Regions from separate parts of the Danio rerio genome. Here region 2 is linked to region 1. The links are chromatin contacts, called in public Micro-C maps. All regions are on one chromosome and are shown on one strand. Each heading gives the region's core, a stretch centred on a gene start, on an enhancer-like site or on the middle of the called end of the contact. The rest is flanking DNA. Distances are from core to core; before and after follow the strand shown.

Region 1 (4,851 bases), core at 1,080-3,579:
GAACCGCCAACTCATCCAGCATATTTATAACGCAGCGGATGCCCTTCCAGCTGCAACCCATCCACCCATACACACTCAATCACACACACTACGGTCAATTTTTAGCATACACAATTCACCTGTGGTGGACTGTGGGGGAAACCGGAGCACCCAAAGGAAACCCACGCGAATACGGGGAGAACATGCCCGTAAAACTCCACACAGAAATGCCAACTGACCAAGCCAAGGCTCGAACCAGCGACCTTCTTGTTGTGAAGTGAACGTGCCACCGTGCAGCGCGATATAAACATCACAGCAATATTAACATATACAGGCTTGTACCATTCGCTTTTAGATTTTTGAAGGTGATATGGACTCGATAAAACGCTTCACTTCATTTTTTAATGCAATAAAATTTGGATTTTTAGCTGAACATTTATATTCATGACTATGAAATTTGGCCATTAAAATAAAGAATTTAATAAAAAATTTATGGGTTTTGCCTCTAGAGTATAAAGCACAGAGTATAAACGCACCCCCAGTTGTTTCCTAAATGATGTTTACCAGAACAGTTATGTTTTCACAGTGCATGTTTTTCTTCTGGAGAAAATCTTATTTATTTTAATTTGACTTTAATTAAACCAGTTATAATAATATAAAGCGCAAAAAATATGTTGTGGAAATGTATGGCATTTTCATATTTTAATTTTCAGGTTTTGGAGCGAGCTCTCTGACTAAAGTCATGAAAATATACACAATATATATACAAAAACGTTTAATTTGTGATGTAAAAACAAGCAAACAGTATTGATAGTCCAGCTCTCTGACTGCAGCACTGAAAGCTTCACGGCTCTGTATGAAATTACTTCCCTTTCTTCTTCAGTTACACACGGGAGGCTTAGATAAGTAGCCATGATTCATTTGGGGTGATTTTGTTTGTATTTATTATTCATATTATTCAAGAAAGGCTGTTTGATTCTGTTAGAGAAAGATTTCTTCCAGACCACTGGTCTGCTGACGCCCTCTTGTGGACTTATTGAGAAGCACTGACTTCCAATATTTATGAAGGCAGAAGACATAAAGCCGATCAGAACCTGGGTAGTTAAAAAGAAAAAGAAAGCCTACGATCTTTAGAGAATAAATAAATAAATAAATAAAAAAATAAATAAAAGCGTGTCATCAATTTTAAAAAAGATTTAAAGCTTATATATATATATATATCTCCATATTTTGGTTGAGTATTTTTGTTTCCACCAATCATTTTTCAGTAATTTTACATTATTTTATATAAATTAAATTGTAAAAGCATGATTAGTTGAGAAAGCGAGTATTTAATTATAAAATTATATACAAATTTAATTATAATAATTAAGTTAAGTGAACTTTATATCTCTAAGTTAAGTTAAACAGAAATATCTACACTTTTTAAGTAAAATCAACTAGTCACTTTTACACTTTAAAGTCAATTTAGCCAGTTAAATTACTCACTTTCTCACAAGTAAACGCTTTTTGCAGTGCTTTATGAGTTAAATAAACCAGTTATGCATCAAAACAGATTATTTCAGACTAAATTTGCAACATACTTGAAATCCTGTTTGCCTAATGTGTATTAATATTAATAATTTAAGTCTTCCAAACTATTTTATTGCATGTTTTGCAATGAACCATACTATTCCGAATAATTTAAGTAAAAAAATCTGAATCTGCAATATATATATTCATATACTTTTTTTAACAATATATACACCAGTTTACTGTAGTAAAAACTAAAGTATACTACAGTATTTATTACAGTTTATAGATTGACTAAAGTTCATTAATTCATTGACAAAATGTCTTAAACGCTATAATATAGTTAGTGTAATGCACTTTACTATAAATCAGGTCAGATGTGCACTTTAAAAAGCATCAATAATAATAATATTAATAATATGAATTATTATTATTATTACAATTAATATATAATATTATTATGTAAATTATAATAATAAAGGACTAAGCTTAACAAAAAAGAATGAAAAAATGAATAATAATAATAATAATAATAATTGTTATTATTTTTGTTATGTTTATTATTATTATTATTATTATTATTATTATTATTATTACAATTAATATATAATATTATTATATTAATTATAATAATAAAGGACTAAGCCTAACAAAAAAGAATGACCAATAAAAAGTAATAATAATAATAATAATAATAATAATAATAATAAAAATAATAATAATCATAATAAAACACATTTTACCCCATTTTATCGAACAGATATGAAACTTTTATTTTGAAAATGTGTTGGGAGCGTTCTCGTCTTAAACCCGGAAGTGCAGCTCACGTAAGGCTCAGTAATCTGATCATGTGAAACAATCAGCTGGATGATCAAAACATTTGTGTCAGGATGTGTTGAGATGTTTCTGGAGTTTATGTTGAGCCTGCGGATCATCCGTGAGGTGAGAAAACCACATCATCACGCCAACGTTAGCTGTCATAATCATCGCAATCGTTCGCTGCTGTTTAATATCTTAATTAGACAGCGACATAAAGCAAAACAAGCGTAGAGTTATTGATAATAGTGCACTTCGGTTGATCTTGTAACGTTAAATGCCTTGGTTTGTTTAATAATATGGTATAGTATTGTAATGTATTACGCCAGTAAAAAGATTGAGGTAAAGCTGGTGTTATATTCGCACATTCAGACTTTCTCCTTAATAATATCCTTTCAGAAAGTATGATTCGCAAATTCTGAATAGTGAAATTATATTAGCAGCCAATGAATATCAAAGTATAACAGTGTTCACAGACAATTTAATCGTGCTAATGTTGTTTTCAACTCGTATTTACATGGGATTTCAGACCCTATATTTAAATTAGTGTAGTAGATAATATAGAGGACGTTAAATAAAGGAATGTGCGAATATAAAACCAACATTACATCAATAGTAAAAAGTATCTGCAGTGTTTACTTCAGCACAACCGTGTTTTAGAAAATGGCACCATGGTAAAACCTTAATAGTTTTGTAAGTTTACCATGTAAATATGCGAATACGGCCGGACTGATTAAAGTGATCACCCAAAACTGAAAATTCTATTGTCATTTACTCACACTTTACTTGTTAAAGTTTCTTTCTTCTGCCGAAAACCGGTAACCATTGACTTTCATAGTATTTGTTTTTCCTTCTATCAAATTCAATGGTTACAGGTTTTCAGTTTTCTTTAAATCGCCTAGCATTCAGCAGCAGAAATAAACTCATAAAGGTTTGAAACCACCTGAGGAAGTATAAATAGTGAGTAATTTATCATATTTTGCATGGACTATCCAGTACCACGATATCCACCATGTCAACCGAATATCATCAGTACTAAATGAGATGTTATGTTTTGTTGTTAAGGTAAAGTTGGTTTTATATTCACACATTTGTTCAGGTTTATTTGTTTATTCGCATGTAAGTATGACTTCAAAACAACATTAGCACCATTTCAATGACAGTCAACAATGTCGTATTTGATAATAATCATTGGCTGCTAATATGATTTTCCTATTTAGAATAAATAGCGAACAATACCTTTCTGAAAGAGTTTAAGGAGAAAGTCCAAATGTGCAAATATAAAATAAAACCAACTTTTCCTCAAGGTAACGTAACAGTTTTACGCTAATAAAAAGTATCTGCAGTGTGTACTTCAGCACAACCGTGTTTTAGAAAATGGCACCATGGTAAAACCTTAATAGTTTTGTAAGTTTACCATGTAAATACACTAATATGGCCGGACTGATTAAAGTGATAGTTCACCCAAAACTGAAAATTCTGTCATCATTTACCCACCCTTTACTTGTTAACGTTTCTTTCTTCTGCCGAAAACCGGTAACCATTGACTTTCATAGTATTTGTTTTTCCATCTATCAAAGTCAATGGTTACAGGTTTTCAGTTTTCTTTAAATCGCCTAGCATTCAGCAGAAGAAATAAACTCATAAAGGTTTGAAACCACCTGAGGAAGAATAAATAGTGAGTAATTTATCATATTTTGCGTGGACTATCCAGTACCACGATATCCACCATGTCAGCCTCATATCATCATGGAGGTAAAGTTGGTTTTATATTCGGACATTCATTACTTTATTTTGGAACAGTGACAACTTGTGACGCGGTGCCTTTATTGTACTTTAAATATTTGCTTTCAACCACAACCCAGTACTGGGAAACACCCATTCACACTCAGACACATTCATACACCTGTACTGCATGTGTTTTGACTGTGGAGGCAACCGGAGCACCCGGAGGAAACCCACACCAACACGGGGAGAACATTCAAACTCCACACAGAAACACCAACTGACCTAGCCGAGGCTCAAACCAGCGACCTTCTTGCTGTGAGGCCACAGTGCTAACCACTGAGCCACCATGCCGCCTTGTCTGCTAATATGATTTTCCTATTTAGAATTTGCAAACATTACTTTTCAGAAATTATATTATTACGTAGAAAGTCTGAATGTGCAAATATGAAACCAAGTTTACCCCAGTAATATCATCAGGATTGAAAGAGAGGGTGTGTTCTGTTGACGTCATGGTTGTGTATGCTCTTGTTTAGGAATAATGTCGGACCCTCACTCATTTCTGGGCTGTGTGAGGAGGGGTCTGCGCTTCGACATGTTTAAGGATGTTGCCCGTCAATATCCGGTCATCTTCTGCATCTTCACGGTTATGATCTCCTCCACCATCATACTGAACCAGTGAGTGTTCTCTCACACATACACACACAGATAGAGAGAGAGACACTTATTTTTTCGGCACGTTTCTGCACATAATAGTGTTAATAACTCATCTCTAATATCTGATTTAGTTTCTCTTTGTCATGATGACAGTAAATAATA
Region 2 (4,851 bases), core at 874-3,373, 310 kb before region 1:
GCTTTATCGCCAATGTAAGACACTTATAAGCAAAGATTTACCGTGACTTTACCTGTTTGAGACTCAGAGCCGCTGGTGGTAACCGAGACACCGCCATGTTCTTTCCTCTGCAGGAAAGTGGTGGGAGGGAATTGTTGTGTGAAACTAGAGGGGCGTTTTTCCATTGTCCTACCTGATTGGCTCGATTCAAAGTGACAGCGGTTTAGGGGTGTGGTCGATCATGTTCATTGGAACAACCCATTATTTTGGAAACACCCTCAAATTCAGAAACGCCCACATTTGCTGTGTAGTGCGCTGATAGTGCGCAATAAGGGGAGGAGTTAACCGATCCAGACCTGCGTTTTCTTTTTCATCTTTTGTATCTGACGAAGAGTTAGTCTAGAAGGGATACAGCTGCGGATAATCACGTCAGTATAGCATAATTTTTGTGTGACTGTACAATAATTAATATACGGGTTGTGTTTAGGGTTAGGATAGGGGTAGACGTTAACAAAATACAATTTAATGGGTAATATAATAAATAATATGAATAATGCTAGGTATAATTACAGGTTTAACATTACCGTGATTATTAGGTTTAGTGTTGAAGTAGGGGTAGACGTTAATAAAATAAAATTAACGTATAAATTAATGAATAGAACAAATAATTCTCGCTAACTTCCGTCCGTTGCTGTATCCCTTCTAGCAACAACCGGTTGGTTGCCGAATACCGCCATCTACTTGAAGAATCTAATATGTATTTTCAGTATTTTATAATAATTGTCAGAATTAAATTGCGGAGTTAATTGTAGTAAGTCTATATTTAATACAATTATGTTCGCAGATTTTCATGATGGCTGCCCATTATTTTACTAGTCACTCCAAAATTATTATTGTGTTACATTCTTCGTTCCACATAATTTATTTCACATTTATTATTATAACACTTAAACGGGTTGATCTGATTCTGTTGCATAAGCAGGGTTGACTTTAATTTTTCTTAAATCAAGAAACAGATTAAAGTTTGTTCATCCATTCGTGACTTCACAAAGCTTCTCTTGACAATTTCCCGTTTTATTCCTGCATATTTTATTATTTTTGTTTAGATTCTGTTTTTTCCCCCTTTGTGTTCGCAGGCATACATATCCTGTAACTATAACACGAAATAGCTTTAATGTAAAAATGTAATCTTTAATATTTGTCGGCTCTATGCACAGCTAGTGCCAATGATGAACTTCCTGTGAGATCTTTATGTGACTATTTTCAATTTCATAAGGTTCCTTTTACAGCCTTGATGTTGTAATGTAATTAAAATGCATTCAGTTCAATAGACTAAAGCATTAATTTAGTTGTTAAACCGTAAAAAGAGACGAAAGACAGTTTAAACGCAGGCACCATCATTACCCGCAGGCGAGCGCAGAAACTCCATTGAAAATACTGAGGTAAAATTAATTTCCATATTTTAAAGACATGGCAGGGGGAAATATAACTTAATGCAGTGCTTCTTGCTTGGACTGATACCCACTTTATATCCTATCTTAGCCAGGCAGTGAAGATCACTGATTTTTTTTAAAGAAATCAGATCTTATTTTGTATGGGATGACAATTAACCGGAAGCCCTGAGGCTGGCTGACTGAAAATAAAAGTCCGTGTGCATATACCCCACTAATATTTTTGGACTGATATTGAGTCTAAACCACATAGTGGAAGTATACAAAATCTAATAATGAGAAAATTTATAATAATGAACAATACATACAGCATTTATAACCATAGTTCAACATTTACTAACAATCCCATTCTTTTTAAAAAAAAATAACGTTATCCCTTCTACAAAACATTTCCGCCCCTACTCAATATTTCGTTTTAGTTAAAATATGTTTTTTATATATAATTTTTTATTGCTGTTTAGAAATATAGCAACATTTAAACATTTTACACAGGGCATACGTACAGCTAGTTGGAAGTACGTCAACCCGCATCAACATACTGAAATAAAAGTCTCAGTAACGTCCGGTTCACGGAGACTTTTAAAACATAAAATCATGACGTCAAATCTCACTGTTGTTCTTGTCAGGCGCATCAATAAAGCTTTCCGTTGTAAAATACAAGTTTACTTCCTGTTTTCATTTTTTCTTCATGTGACATCTGAGACATTTCATCTCGAAAGTGTGTAAAAACACACACACACACACCGCGCGCGCTGCCACGTCAGGGTTACAGCTCTAGATAAACACCTGGCAGAGCTCACACAACACACACTCGGCGGATAAACACACACTCACAGGAGCGCAGATCAGCCGAGCGCCGGATTATTGAGCATCATGGAGAGCAAATACAACCTGAAGAGTCCAGGTGAGTCAAACCTCTGATCTCTATCTCTCTCTCTCACACACACACACACACACTGCTGTCGCGAGCTATAAACCACACCATAACATCTGCACTCATCCATCCGTCCAGCCGGTCTTTTCACTGTGTCGAGCTAGCTAACGGTAGACTTACGTTACTAGCCGCAGTCACAGGTGTGTGTGCGTGTGTGTGTGTGTGTAATGAATATTAGTTTGTAATAAATGATTGATTGTGTGCGTGTTTGTAATTTATGTGTGTTTTTAATGTGTGTCTTTGTAGTGTGTTTGTGTGTGTGTCTTTTTATTTTGTGTGCTAGTAGTGTGTGTGTGTGTGTGTGTGTGTGTGTGTGTGTGTGTGTTTGTAGTGTATGCTTGTCATTTTGATGCATGTGTCTTTTCCGTGTGTGTGTGTGTTTGTGTCTTTTTCATGTGTGTGAGTGTGTGTGTTTGTAGTGTGTGTGTGTGTGTGTGTGTGTGTGTCTTTGTAATGTGTGTGTATGTAATGCATTTGTATGTGTAGTGTGTGTGTGTGTGTGTTTAAATGAGTGTATGTATTGAGTGAGTGTGTTTGTGTGTGTCTTTATAATGTGTGTCTGAGTGTAATGTGTGTGTGTGTGTGTGTTTAAATGAGTGCTTGTAATGATTGGGTGTGTTTGTAATGGGGTTGTGTTTAATGAATGTGTGTGTGCGTGTGTGTCTTTGTAATGTGTGTCTTTGTAATGTGTGTCTGAGTGTATATAATGTGTGTGTGTGTGTGTGTGTTTAATAAATGTGTGTGTTTGTAGTTAACTATTTATGTGCTGTAGGTAAATGGTGTGTTTCAATTCTGCCACCACCGCAAGTAAATTTCCAACCTGTGTTGAGCATTGCATTCAGATGCACTCATCCACCATTACATGGACTACAAGTTCCAGTCATGCACCACACACACACACCTGCTCAAAGTCTGAAGCTGCTCTTGTACTGATTATACCACACACACGTCTGTCTCGCCTTGACACGTTCACTCTCATGGCTGAGTCTTGTTATGCTGAATTGGGAACATCACGACGTGGTTTCCTTGCCTTCCGTGTCTGACCTTTGCTTTGTTTTGTTTGTTTTACGTTGTTTGCTGCCTGCCTTTTGACCATCCGCCTGTTATATGAGCATGACTCTGGATCTGCCTGTATACATCTGTTTGCCCTTGTGTTGATCGTTGCTTGCCTGACCATTCTCTGTTCAATAAACCCTGCTTTTGTTAAACTAGGCAAATTTTCAAATTTAGTAAACTAATAATACTGTGTGTGTGTGTGTGTGTGTGTGTGTGTGTGTGTGTGTGTGTGTGTGTGTGTGTGTGTGTGTGTGTGTTAGCTGTGAAGAGGCTGATGAAGGAGGCGGCAGAGCTTCGTGACCCCACAGAACATTATCACGCTCAGCCACTGGAGGTGAGACTTTATTATTTATAGGAATTGAATTTCTGGGAGTTTCTTCATGCGTTATCATCTGTTTTAGTGTGTAACTTTATGTGAAACGTGTGTTTTCTGTAGCGCTGTTTGTGTCTTGCTTGTTTGACGTTTTAATAACAGAAGTTACAGAATGTTTAATTCTGTAAATGTTCAGAAGAAACAATGAATATTAGACTGACAATTAGTATTATTCATTGTTGTTCGTATTATAAATGTTAAACGTTTTAAATGCATCTTGTTATTTAAATGGAGTTATTTATATTTAATTTATTAAATTGTTCATAAATTTGAATTGATCCGAATTTGAAGTCAATCAAGTTGATCAATTCTATTGAAATAATTATGATTTATCGTGTAACTATGAACTGTCAAGAACTGTTAAAATGCTAAAACATTGAATATTCGACTATGAAAATTAGTATTATTTTTTGCGATTATTATGTTTGATGTTGAATATTATAAACGTAACTAGTTGTTATGTAAATGTAAACAGTTATTAGTTATATTTAATTGACTGAATTGTTACATCAATTTTTTTATAATTATTATGATCTTTTAAAAGTTTGATGTCAATCAAAAATCTGAAGTTGATAATAAATTATATTTAATTAGGATTCATTTTGTAACTTCTATTATTAAAACGCTAAATCAGTCAACATTAAACTATAAAAATGTGTATTTGTTGTGTTATTAAATGTAAGTTTTTAATGCACAAAATGCAGTTAAAATGCAAAACAACAGTTGTAATTTATATTTTATTCATTAACTTGTTACATAAATACTTTTATCATTTTATATAATTCATTATTCAAATAGACTTTAATTATTTCAAGATATTAAAAGCATTTTATTATTTTTTAAATAGCTTGATTATTCTTCAGACTTTTGAAGTGTACTGAATCTGGCTGAACCAGAAGTTGCTGAGACTTCAGTATGTTGATGTGCTTCCAACTGAAACGGAATATTGAGTAGGGGGTGGGGCTTTCCTTTTGTGCATCATTTCCTTGTAGCAAACTAACAGTAAGAGGGGCGTGGTTAGGAACATTAATATGCAGTTGCTATAGCAACCCTCAGGT

The links. A called contact is a pair of places that touch in the nucleus more often than the background predicts.
Region 2: a Micro-C map of caudal fin shows a contact between it and region 1, with 8 times the contacts expected there. The contact joins the promoter of ube2j1 here to the promoter of snx14 in region 1. A contact is called at or near these places in 2 of 18 Hi-C or Micro-C datasets (caudal fin and an unstated tissue).

What each region holds. Positions count from the first base shown.
Region 1 is chr20:929,171-934,021 of GRCz12tu, reverse strand. snx14 (sorting nexin 14) reads left to right here and starts at 2,329. Exons shown (of 29, transcript NM_001044793.1): 1 at 2,329-2,433; 2 at 4,569-4,710. The coding sequence starts at 4,574.
Region 2 is chr20:1,235,137-1,239,987 of GRCz12tu, reverse strand. ube2j1 (ubiquitin-conjugating enzyme E2, J1) reads left to right here and starts at 2,123. Exons shown (of 8, transcript NM_214767.1): 1 at 2,123-2,334; 2 at 3,681-3,754. The coding sequence starts at 2,304. It overlaps lyrm2 (LYR motif containing 2), which reads right to left and starts at 142. Exons shown (of 4, transcript NM_001159831.2): 1 at 53-142. The coding sequence starts at 97.